Regions from separate parts of the Mus musculus genome. Here regions 2 and 3 are each linked to region 1. Evidence: chromatin contacts called from public Hi-C and HiChIP or PLAC-seq data. All regions are on one chromosome and are shown on one strand. Each heading gives the region's core, a stretch centred on a gene start, on an enhancer-like site or on the middle of the called end of the contact. The rest is flanking DNA. Distances are from core to core; before and after follow the strand shown. Region 1 has its middle 94 kb from the start of Fam53a. Region 2 holds the start of Nkx1-1 (NK1 homeobox 1). Region 3 holds the start of Slbp (stem-loop binding protein).

What was found. Hi-C and Micro-C count contacts between places; a contact is called where the count stands out from the background. HiChIP or PLAC-seq counts read pairs in DNA pulled down with a chosen protein or histone mark.
Region 2: a contact with region 1 is called in a Hi-C map of embryonic stem cells, with 1.6 times the contacts expected there. The contact joins the promoter of Nkx1-1 here to the enhancer-like site in region 1. A contact is called at or near these places in 3 of 39 promoter capture datasets (the 3T3-L1 cell line, the HPC-7 cell line and second pharyngeal arch cranial neural crest), 2 of 15 datasets of contacts at CTCF or cohesin (the G1E-ER4 cell line and large pre-B cells), 13 of 484 Hi-C or Micro-C datasets (B cells, CD8 T cells, embryonic stem cells and 2 more), 9 of 115 datasets of contacts at active chromatin or transcription factors (embryonic basal ganglia, embryonic hindbrain, embryonic stem cells and 2 more) and 1 of 9 other capture datasets (adipose tissue).
Region 3: a contact with region 1 is called in an H3K27ac HiChIP or PLAC-seq map of embryonic stem cells, with 11 read pairs. The contact joins the promoter of Slbp here to the enhancer-like site in region 1. A contact is called at or near these places in 6 of 484 Hi-C or Micro-C datasets (CD8 T cells, the N1E-115 cell line, embryonic stem cells and 3 more), 6 of 115 datasets of contacts at active chromatin or transcription factors (the SCID.adh cell line, effector CD8 T cells, embryonic stem cells and 1 more) and 1 of 9 other capture datasets (adipose tissue).

Annotation. Positions count from the first base shown.
Region 1 is chr5:33,534,143-33,536,842 of GRCm38.p6, forward strand. No RefSeq gene overlaps it. Among named protein-coding and RNA genes, the nearest start is that of Fam53a, 94 kb to the right of the region's middle. Within about 2 kb of position 1,374, at least 37 of the 459 cell types and tissues checked have an H3K27ac peak or open chromatin away from gene starts, as enhancers often do. A contact at or near this core is called in embryonic stem cells, where this site is marked.
Region 2 is chr5:33,432,800-33,435,499 of GRCm38.p6, forward strand. Nkx1-1 (NK1 homeobox 1) reads right to left here and starts at 1,291. Exons shown (of 2, transcript NM_011320.1): 1 at 826-1,291. The coding sequence starts at 1,291.
Region 3 is chr5:33,651,198-33,653,897 of GRCm38.p6, forward strand. Slbp (stem-loop binding protein) reads right to left here and starts at 1,377. Exons shown (of 8, transcript NM_009193.2): 1 at 998-1,377; 2 at 766-882. The coding sequence starts at 1,056. Tmem129 (transmembrane protein 129) reads right to left here. Exons shown (of 4, transcript NM_026698.3): 4 at 2,019-2,700.

The DNA.
Region 1 (2,700 bases), core at 124-2,623:
AAAGGGGTGGAGAATCATGTGACAGCTTACAATGTTACCACAGCCACAGACTCCCAGAAAGGGGCAGCCAGAGAAGCATCCCAGGTGTGTGGTGGTGGTGTGGGGATCAGGGTGGGGGCCCTGCCAGGACAATTCTTCTCTGCGGGGGCTCCAAAAAAAAAGCCACCCCTACAGGCTAAGAGGAAAGGCTGGAAGCAGGTGTCAGGACAGCTGCTGGGCCTTGGAAGTCCTCAAAGTCCTCACCTGCCAACCTTTCCTTGGAATTAGGGCAGTCCTACTACTGTGTCTTGTAAGCCCAGCCAGCTCACCCCAAGCAGCAGGCTGGCAGGGACAGGGTTAAGAGCATGGTGCCTCCCCCGTTCCTTTGAAATGGCTCCCTGGTTCCGGAATGACTCTGGCTTCCCCTCTTAATCTGTATTTTACGAGTGAGAAGCTTTGCATTATGCAAATCGTTAGATAGGAACAGGTGACATTTCAGCAAAGAACATGAGCAGGCGGCGGGCCGGCCGGGCGGGCTGCTGATTTAGACATTAGTATTTGTCACTGGGGTGGAGGGGGCGGCGGGACTCGGCCGCAGGGGGCTCCTTGCACCTTAAGGTGGAAATCTCAATTGGGGTAGGCCCTGAGCTGTGCTCCAGCAGCTCTCCTCTCACGGGGAGCAGGGAATAGTATCTGCACCCACAGCCCCCCAACACACACACACACACACACACACACACCAACATCTCCTGGAACTCATGGCACCTGTGGGCAGCGTCAGAACGGCCCCATTGTGCTGATTAAGGAAGCCGAGGCTGAGCAGGGTTAGGCAAGCCAAAGAGGGTCTACCCCACACAGTACCGTCCCGGTCCTAGCTGTAACACCCCCTGCTTTTGCACATCCTACCCCACCGCTGCCACCTCCCAACCTCACGGTTGGCGCTGGGCGCTTTCCTGGTCAAGCCTGTGTGGCGGCCATCCATCATCCCAGCCTCAGAGGCAACCACCGTCCGTTTCCTGGGAAGTTGCTAGAGAGGAAATGGACGGAACGCGAGGCCACTGCACTTCACAGCTTGTCTTTCAATTTTCTAGCTGCCTGCCGCTGCCCGTGCTCGCTAGCCATGCTCGCCCTTGCTCCTGAACGCCACTGAGCTCGGATGGGAATTAAAACAAATGCGGTGCTCCACCACTCTCAGGCCTCCAGGGGCCAGGCGCTCGCGACCGCCAAGATAAATTTCCTTCTGGAGACCCGAAAAGCTAGGACTACTACCACACTTGCAGGGTGGAAACTCACCTCAAACCGCAGTGTTGTTCCCAGATCGCCGCTGCTCCCATGTAGGCCACAGACAGCAGGAGGCTGACCTCCTTAGTCTCCTCATTAGCTGTTTGAACCCTGAGTCTGGGTGACCTCTGCTGACCTCAGATTCCTCTAGTTCAGACCGGTTGACACAGCAAATGGTCTTAAGGGAGCAGGAGCTGGAGAGATCAGGATTGGAAAACCAAGCTGGAACCACAGTGTGTACTGCAGGCCCTTAGTAGCCGTGGGGTGGGACAGTGACATCTAAATGACAATTAGAGAGATTTGCCACCATTAGCAAGACAATCTGAAAACATCCAGGTCCTATTAGGAAGCAGGAATGCCTAGTAATCAGGGTGAGAGTATTCAGGAAGTGAGGGGCCCTCTCTGGTGGCCTGACTCTAGTCTCTGGACCAAGGGACAGAATTGAGGATGAAGAGGTCAGACCAAGATGAAACAGAGGCCATGAGTGCAACAACCCTACCCCACCCCACCCCTGAATAGCTTCAGGCATTTGCTTAAGTGTTTGAAACAGACTCCATCTTGATTCTGCTGGCTTTCACAACAGGGTAGGGCCAAAGATTGTGCGGTCCTTTCCATCTCCGAGGAAAGACCACCTCCTGAGGTGGCTAAGGTAACTCCATGAAGCCTGGTGGATCTCCCTGAACCTTCGGGCCCCACACCCTGCTTCCCAGTGAGGTGTCTGCCAGCTTCCTGTCTTCTGAACCATTTCCGGGAGACACAGGGGCATGGAGATTAAGGCCAGAACCCAGGAAAGGCACGGCCATAACTTCTTCCAGAGCCTCTGCATGTCTAGTCCTCTTTATGCACTTGACTGCACGGAGCCTCCCTCCCTCACCCAGCCTGAGGGGCCCACTCGAGGTGAGACCTGATTCCAGCTACCCTGACTCTCAGAACTCTATCTCCACGCCAGAAGGTTCCTGCCACAGAACCTAATCTCAGCCCCTTTCCCCCCATGTGGATTGTGGCTCTGTGGGCCACACACTTTGCTTTCTGGCTGGATGAGTGAGGTGTCTTTGTACAACTGCAGAGCTCGTGACTCCTCAGGCCCCTAGAGCACAGCAGCTCTTCTCAGCAGAGGGTGAGAGCAAGGAGGGTCAGGCCTAAGATACCTGCAGCTATCTACCACTCAACCACAAACATAGGTACCAGGGAGCCAAGGCCACCGAAGTGGGAGAGATGGGTGGGTGACATCCCACTAGAAGCTCTGCATTAGGCTAGGCTCAAGGTCACCTTCGAAGGCTAGCAGAGAAACAGGTAGCATCAGCCCTGCCTAATACATGGGGTAGGACACTGCCGGGTGGGCTCTCCTCTGAGTCAGAAAGGAGCGAACAATTTTTGGCCCTGCCTCAAGGATTTCCCACCTCTGGGCATGTTCCTGCTTCACTTCCTGTCATCTATAGA
Region 2 (2,700 bases), core at 41-2,540, 100 kb before region 1:
CAGCCTGCATGGCCTGCCCTTCCTCTCTCTAGGAACGGAAGGTCAATGCAACCGCGTTGGTAGAGCTGGCGGCCCCAGTCCAGTTCTCCCTGAGCGTTCTGGTCCATGAGAGGCGCAGGGGCCAAGAAGTTAGAGGAGGACGGGGGAGGGGCACAAAAAGCAATCAGGAGCTGGTCGAATGCAATTCGCGATCAATAGCGGCCCCTAATAAGTGTAATAGGTTTTAATCGAGTAATTATCCGAATTTTGACCCTATAATTTAGATGTTCGGGGGGAGTTTGCAAGGTGCTTGAAAGAGATATGCATGCGCCGTAATGGGATATCGACCGCAAAGGGGGCGCGGGCCGCCCCATTACCGGCCGCTTTCCGCCGCTAAGCACATTTCCCTTTAACTGTAATCGAAGGGATTTAATTGTTTTTCCAGAGATAACCAGCGTTTTGTCACAATTAGTCTGATTTGTCCAAAGGGGGAGGGCCGGGAAGGCCACGGTGGGGGTGGGTAAGTCACCAAGTCAGTCGCCGCATGTCCCTTTGCCTCCAGCACCAACTACCCTCCAACACCAAAGATTGACTAGATGAATCCTGGACCGTAGTCGCAACCCCAAGGCCCCAGATTTGGCCCAACAGAACCTTTCCAGAAGCGTGCAGCAGTGAGGGCCCTAGAGTCCGGGTCGGGAGGAGGCCACGGATGCTTGGGGCGGACCCCGCGCTCTGCGAACTTTCCACAGAGCCCGGCGGCGCTTGGGTCAGGCCCAGCTCGCCGGGAGCATAAACATTCCGGAGCAGTCGGTGTCCTCGCCCCTATCACCAACCCCTTATACTCACTTGTAGGCTCAGCTCCCGCGGCCGCTGCGACTCCTGTGGCGGCGGAGAGGGCTCGGCGTTCTAGCTCTGCGCGCGGCGAACGTCCGGAGGCAGCGGGGACCGCGACGCACGCGGCCGGGGCGCATGGGGCACACGTAGCGGGCACCACAGGGCCCAGTAGCACGCAGCGGCGTCTCCTACTGTTGAACTTGTTGGGATCTAGGATGTCCAACACGGAGAAGGAGGTGGGGCGCGGGGGCGCGGCGGGCCGGGCCGCTCCAGCCCCCTCTGGCACCGCGGGAACAGTGTCGCTGGCCGCGAGCGGTGGCACTCCAGCCCGGGGAAAGATGGGCAGCTCAGCTCGTCCGTCCATAGTGTCCCGAGCTGTAGCCGCAGGAGCCGGCGGTGCGGGCCCCGAGCCGGGCCCGGGCGGTGGCGGTGGCAGCGCGGGGACGTCCCCGGGTGCCGCCGGGCCGCTGGTACTCATGCGGGCCTCGGGCCGCTCAGGCGGCTCGGGCCCCCGCTACCTACTGGGATCCCATCCCTGCGCCCCGCAAAATCAGCCTCAGCCCAGCTGTTCCCGCTCTGCTGGTGCTGCCTGGCCTTGCCTCCGCCACCGCTTCAGGCGCCCGCCGCGCCGGGCCAGTGCATTTATGGCGGCCCCGCCGGAGGCGCCCACGCGCCCACACGCCGCACACACGTGCGCCCGCAGGCGGCCGCAGGGTTCCGCTTCCCTCGTTAGCGCTCACGCCTAATTGGCTGCGAACGGTCCCAAGCGGAGTAGGCGGGCCCGGTACGGGACTCACGGACTGAGCCGCAGAGACGGACAGACAGACGCCCTGCCCGGAGCCAGAGCACAGTCCACTGGAGGCTGGGGTGCTCAGCACCGTGCCGCTGCGCCTCCGCGGGGCTGGAAACTGCGTGCCCGCCTCCTTGGCGAAGGGGGAGGAGACAGTCGCCTTTTAAATAATTGCGGGATCAGTTGGCTGTGGAGGGCTGCAGAGGCCCCAGGACGTGGGAACCCACGCGCCCCGAGTTGGCCTGGACATCCCAGCTCAGGGTACCGCTAAGGCAGGTCTCTCCTGCTGCCGTGGCACGCGGGGTTCTGGGCTATCCTGGCACCAGGGGCTCTCGCGCCTTCCGCTGCTAGGACGGAAAGGGAGAGAGGGGTTCTTGCGGGTTCTGAGTCTCTCCAGGGTCTTCAGCCCCTTGTGGGGCGTGTTCCCAGAGTTTCGGTTTCCGCTGCCCTCGATTGCTGTTTTTCCGCGTCTGGAGCAATCTGGTCAGAATCTCTGTCCCTCCATCCTCACTGGCTTTGACTCCCGCCCCCTTGGCTGGATCAAATTAGGGACGACTCGAAATCCCCCGCAAGAGGCGGGGCTGGCGCCCGCGAGTGACGCTCATTAGAAGTGGAATCGAAATGAGTAGGGCTAGACGGCCGTCCTAGTCCCCGCCCCCCCCCCAAAGGGTGACCGAAAAATCGCACAAATAGCAGGTGGCCTACATAAAGATCGATACCCTTCATGTAACGGGAAAATATGTGTTTCTTCCAGAAATAATACGGAAACTGTCCTCTTCCCCATCCCTAACAAATCAGAAGGGCCGTTTGAGGCCTGAGCGTTTGTGCACCGTCTTGTCCAGTCTGGAGATTTACAGGACAGTCTCGGCGGACGACCTCGGAAGGTCGAGCCCGGCTTTGGAGGATGAGGGTCAGGTAGCCGATGCTTCGCTTCCTAGTTTTCCTCCTCCTCTCGCTCAGGCCAATGAGCTGACCCGCCTCTGAAGGACCCAGGTGGGACCCGGCGATGGAACTGGCGTGCCCAGAGTGTGAGTGTGTGCGCCTACGACGTGTGCTCCAGCGGGTATGCATTCCTCCTCCCACTACGGTCCCGAGAG
Region 3 (2,700 bases), core at 127-2,626, 120 kb after region 1:
CCATGCTTATCTTATCCTCCCTTCTAGTCAGCCATCTAGCAAACACCATAGCCCATAAAAGAAGGTATGGTCAAAATTTCTGAGATCGCTTTTCTCATCAATCACTACACAAAGGTCCCCAAAGAGAGCACTTCCCTGAAGAGTTCACATCACCAGCTTACTCTTAAGGCACTCCTGGTCTCTCTGAATTACTATTTCACTTGCTAGCCCGCCTCCATCAGGCTACCAAGGGACCTCACTGACTTAAGCACAATGCCTCAGGGAAAAAAATCTAAACACCGTGGCAAAAGCTTATCAAATGGAAGGACCCAACTACAAGTATGAATAATCTAGGACTCAATTTTGGTTTGTATCTCGCTTTCACTCAGGTAATAAAACCTAATTTCTCGCCCCAATACACATACACACACACACACACACACACACACTCACTCTCTCTCTCCCCCCCACCCCCGCCCCGGAAGCAGGGGAGGGTTGGAGGTCGAAACATTTTAACAAGATGTTCATAGTAGTAGTCCTTGACATTACTGACATTATGAGTGAAAAATATAAAGGCTGACCCACTCCGGATAAAACCAGTTTTGCTGCCACCTATCAGTCGCTGGTAAGATGCTTCTAACACTGAGCAAAACTGAAGAGAATCTCCAGAGTAAGCTAATCTACTCCACCAGCTTCGAAAACCCGAGTGCCACGGGATGAGGGTCCCCTTGGCCCGTCTCCAAACCCCCCGAGTGACCAACCCGTTTCCAAGGAGTCGGGACCCACCTTTCAGGTCGGTGGTCCGCAGTCTGGAGCTCGCCTTCCTCGGAGTCCTCGGGCTTCCGGTCCCTTCCGTCCGCTCTGCGCTTCCGTCCGAGACTCCATCTCGCAGGGGACCGCGGGCTGAGGACACAGACTGCGGTCAGTGGGCGGGGCCCCCAAGCACCGATGGTTCAGGGAACCCTTAGCTTACAGACGGCGAGAAGTCGAGGACTCGTAGACCGCATGACCCGCTTACCTCGCACCACCGTCGCGGCGACTCCCATAACCGGGTGGGCTTCTAGGTCTGCAGGCCATGGCGGCAGAAGTCTGAAGGGCAGCTCGGCGGCAAGCACTTCACTCGGCAACAGCACTGACGAGGTCTGAGCTCGCCTTGCCCAACCGCCCTTAAGTGCGCAGCGGCCCCGCCCCTCGGTAACTCCCGCGCGCGCGCGGCGAAGGGCGAAACCATGAGACGCGCACCTGCAGGGGAGTCCCTCTCAGCTCTGCGCGCCCGCCTGACGGACCCGGCTCCAACCCAAGCCTTGGGATTGCGGGCAGTCGCTAAACTACAACGCCTAATGCGGCCGTCCGAAGGGCGGGAGAAATGGAACAGCCCGACTAAGGCGGAAAGGAACTGGCGACCTCCCCCAGCCCCCACGGCCTTCCAGGAGGCTGGCGCTGTAGCAGCTGGGCCTCTGATTGGTTGCCCCTTCGCGGGCCCGAGGGATATTGGCGGGAGATTGGGCAGTGCGCGCCACTGCCTCTCAAAGTCAGGAGGTGTGGCCACGGCGAGGGCCGGCCCACCGAGATGCAGTCCAAGATCCCGACCGGCCCCTCCTACCCACCGCCACAGTAAGGCGGGAGAGCCCGCCTCTAGCTTATACCCATAGCTTTAAAACCGTACAAGCCATCCATTAACAGCCAAATAACTTAGTGGCCTCTTTTTCCCCGCAAGGCCATCTGCCCTGCCTCTGGTGCTTGAGTCTCCAGCACGCAGGCCAGGCCCCTGCAGATCCCACCTGTCCTATGTGGGCAATCATGACCCTTCCCTTAAGAGTGGATCTGGCCCAGAGCAGCGTGAGAGGGTGGGATGGTGGTAACTATGTGGAGCCATCTAAGGGCTTGTCCTTCTGAACGTACCAAGCACTGACACTGGTTTCTTATACGACTTTCTGATCTGTGACTATATTCATCTGACTTTCCCAACATCCTGCAGCCACTATGTAAAATACTGCAAAAGTTTGGTTTTACTACCAGGTTAAACAAAATGAAGTACATCACTTGAAAAGGAACACTTTATTAAATACTGTATCATTTAACTACATTTACATTTATTTGTATAAAATTAACTCTTCTGTGGTTAAAAATAACTTCAAACCACTTGGCCTCTGCTAGGCAGACAGCCCTTGAAACTGGCTGTCTCCTGGTCATACTTCAGGGACAGGCAGAACTGAGTTTGCTCTGGTAGCAAATCCCTGGGGTTAGGTGCAGTGTTGGCTGGATAAGGGGCTAGCTTGGTCTGCTACTACTGCTTTCAACAACTAAATGTAAGTGCTTCAGGACAAGTTGAAGGAGAGGTCATCCCTCTAGCAGCTACACTTTGTGTCAGAGATGGAGAGTAAAGAGCAACCTCTTCCCCACCCATCTGTACCATAGATAAGTGAGTACATCTATGTATATGTGCGTCCATCAGAACCTTAACCACTGAGGTATCCTCTCCTGATCCAAGCACCCCACAGGGGCTTGGCTAACCCTGTGCTACACCCCTGATGGGTTTCTTTCTGGATAGTCCTGTGGCTCTCTGGTCCTTGGCTCCCTAAAACCCTTTCCTAGGGTTAGGAGTATGAGCTTTTGGTCTCCCCTGGACTAGAGAAGCAGGACAAGACAACAAAAGCATTGTGGACCCTCTAAAGCATATGCAACCCTCGTGAGGAACTTGGGAAAGTACTCTGTCATACC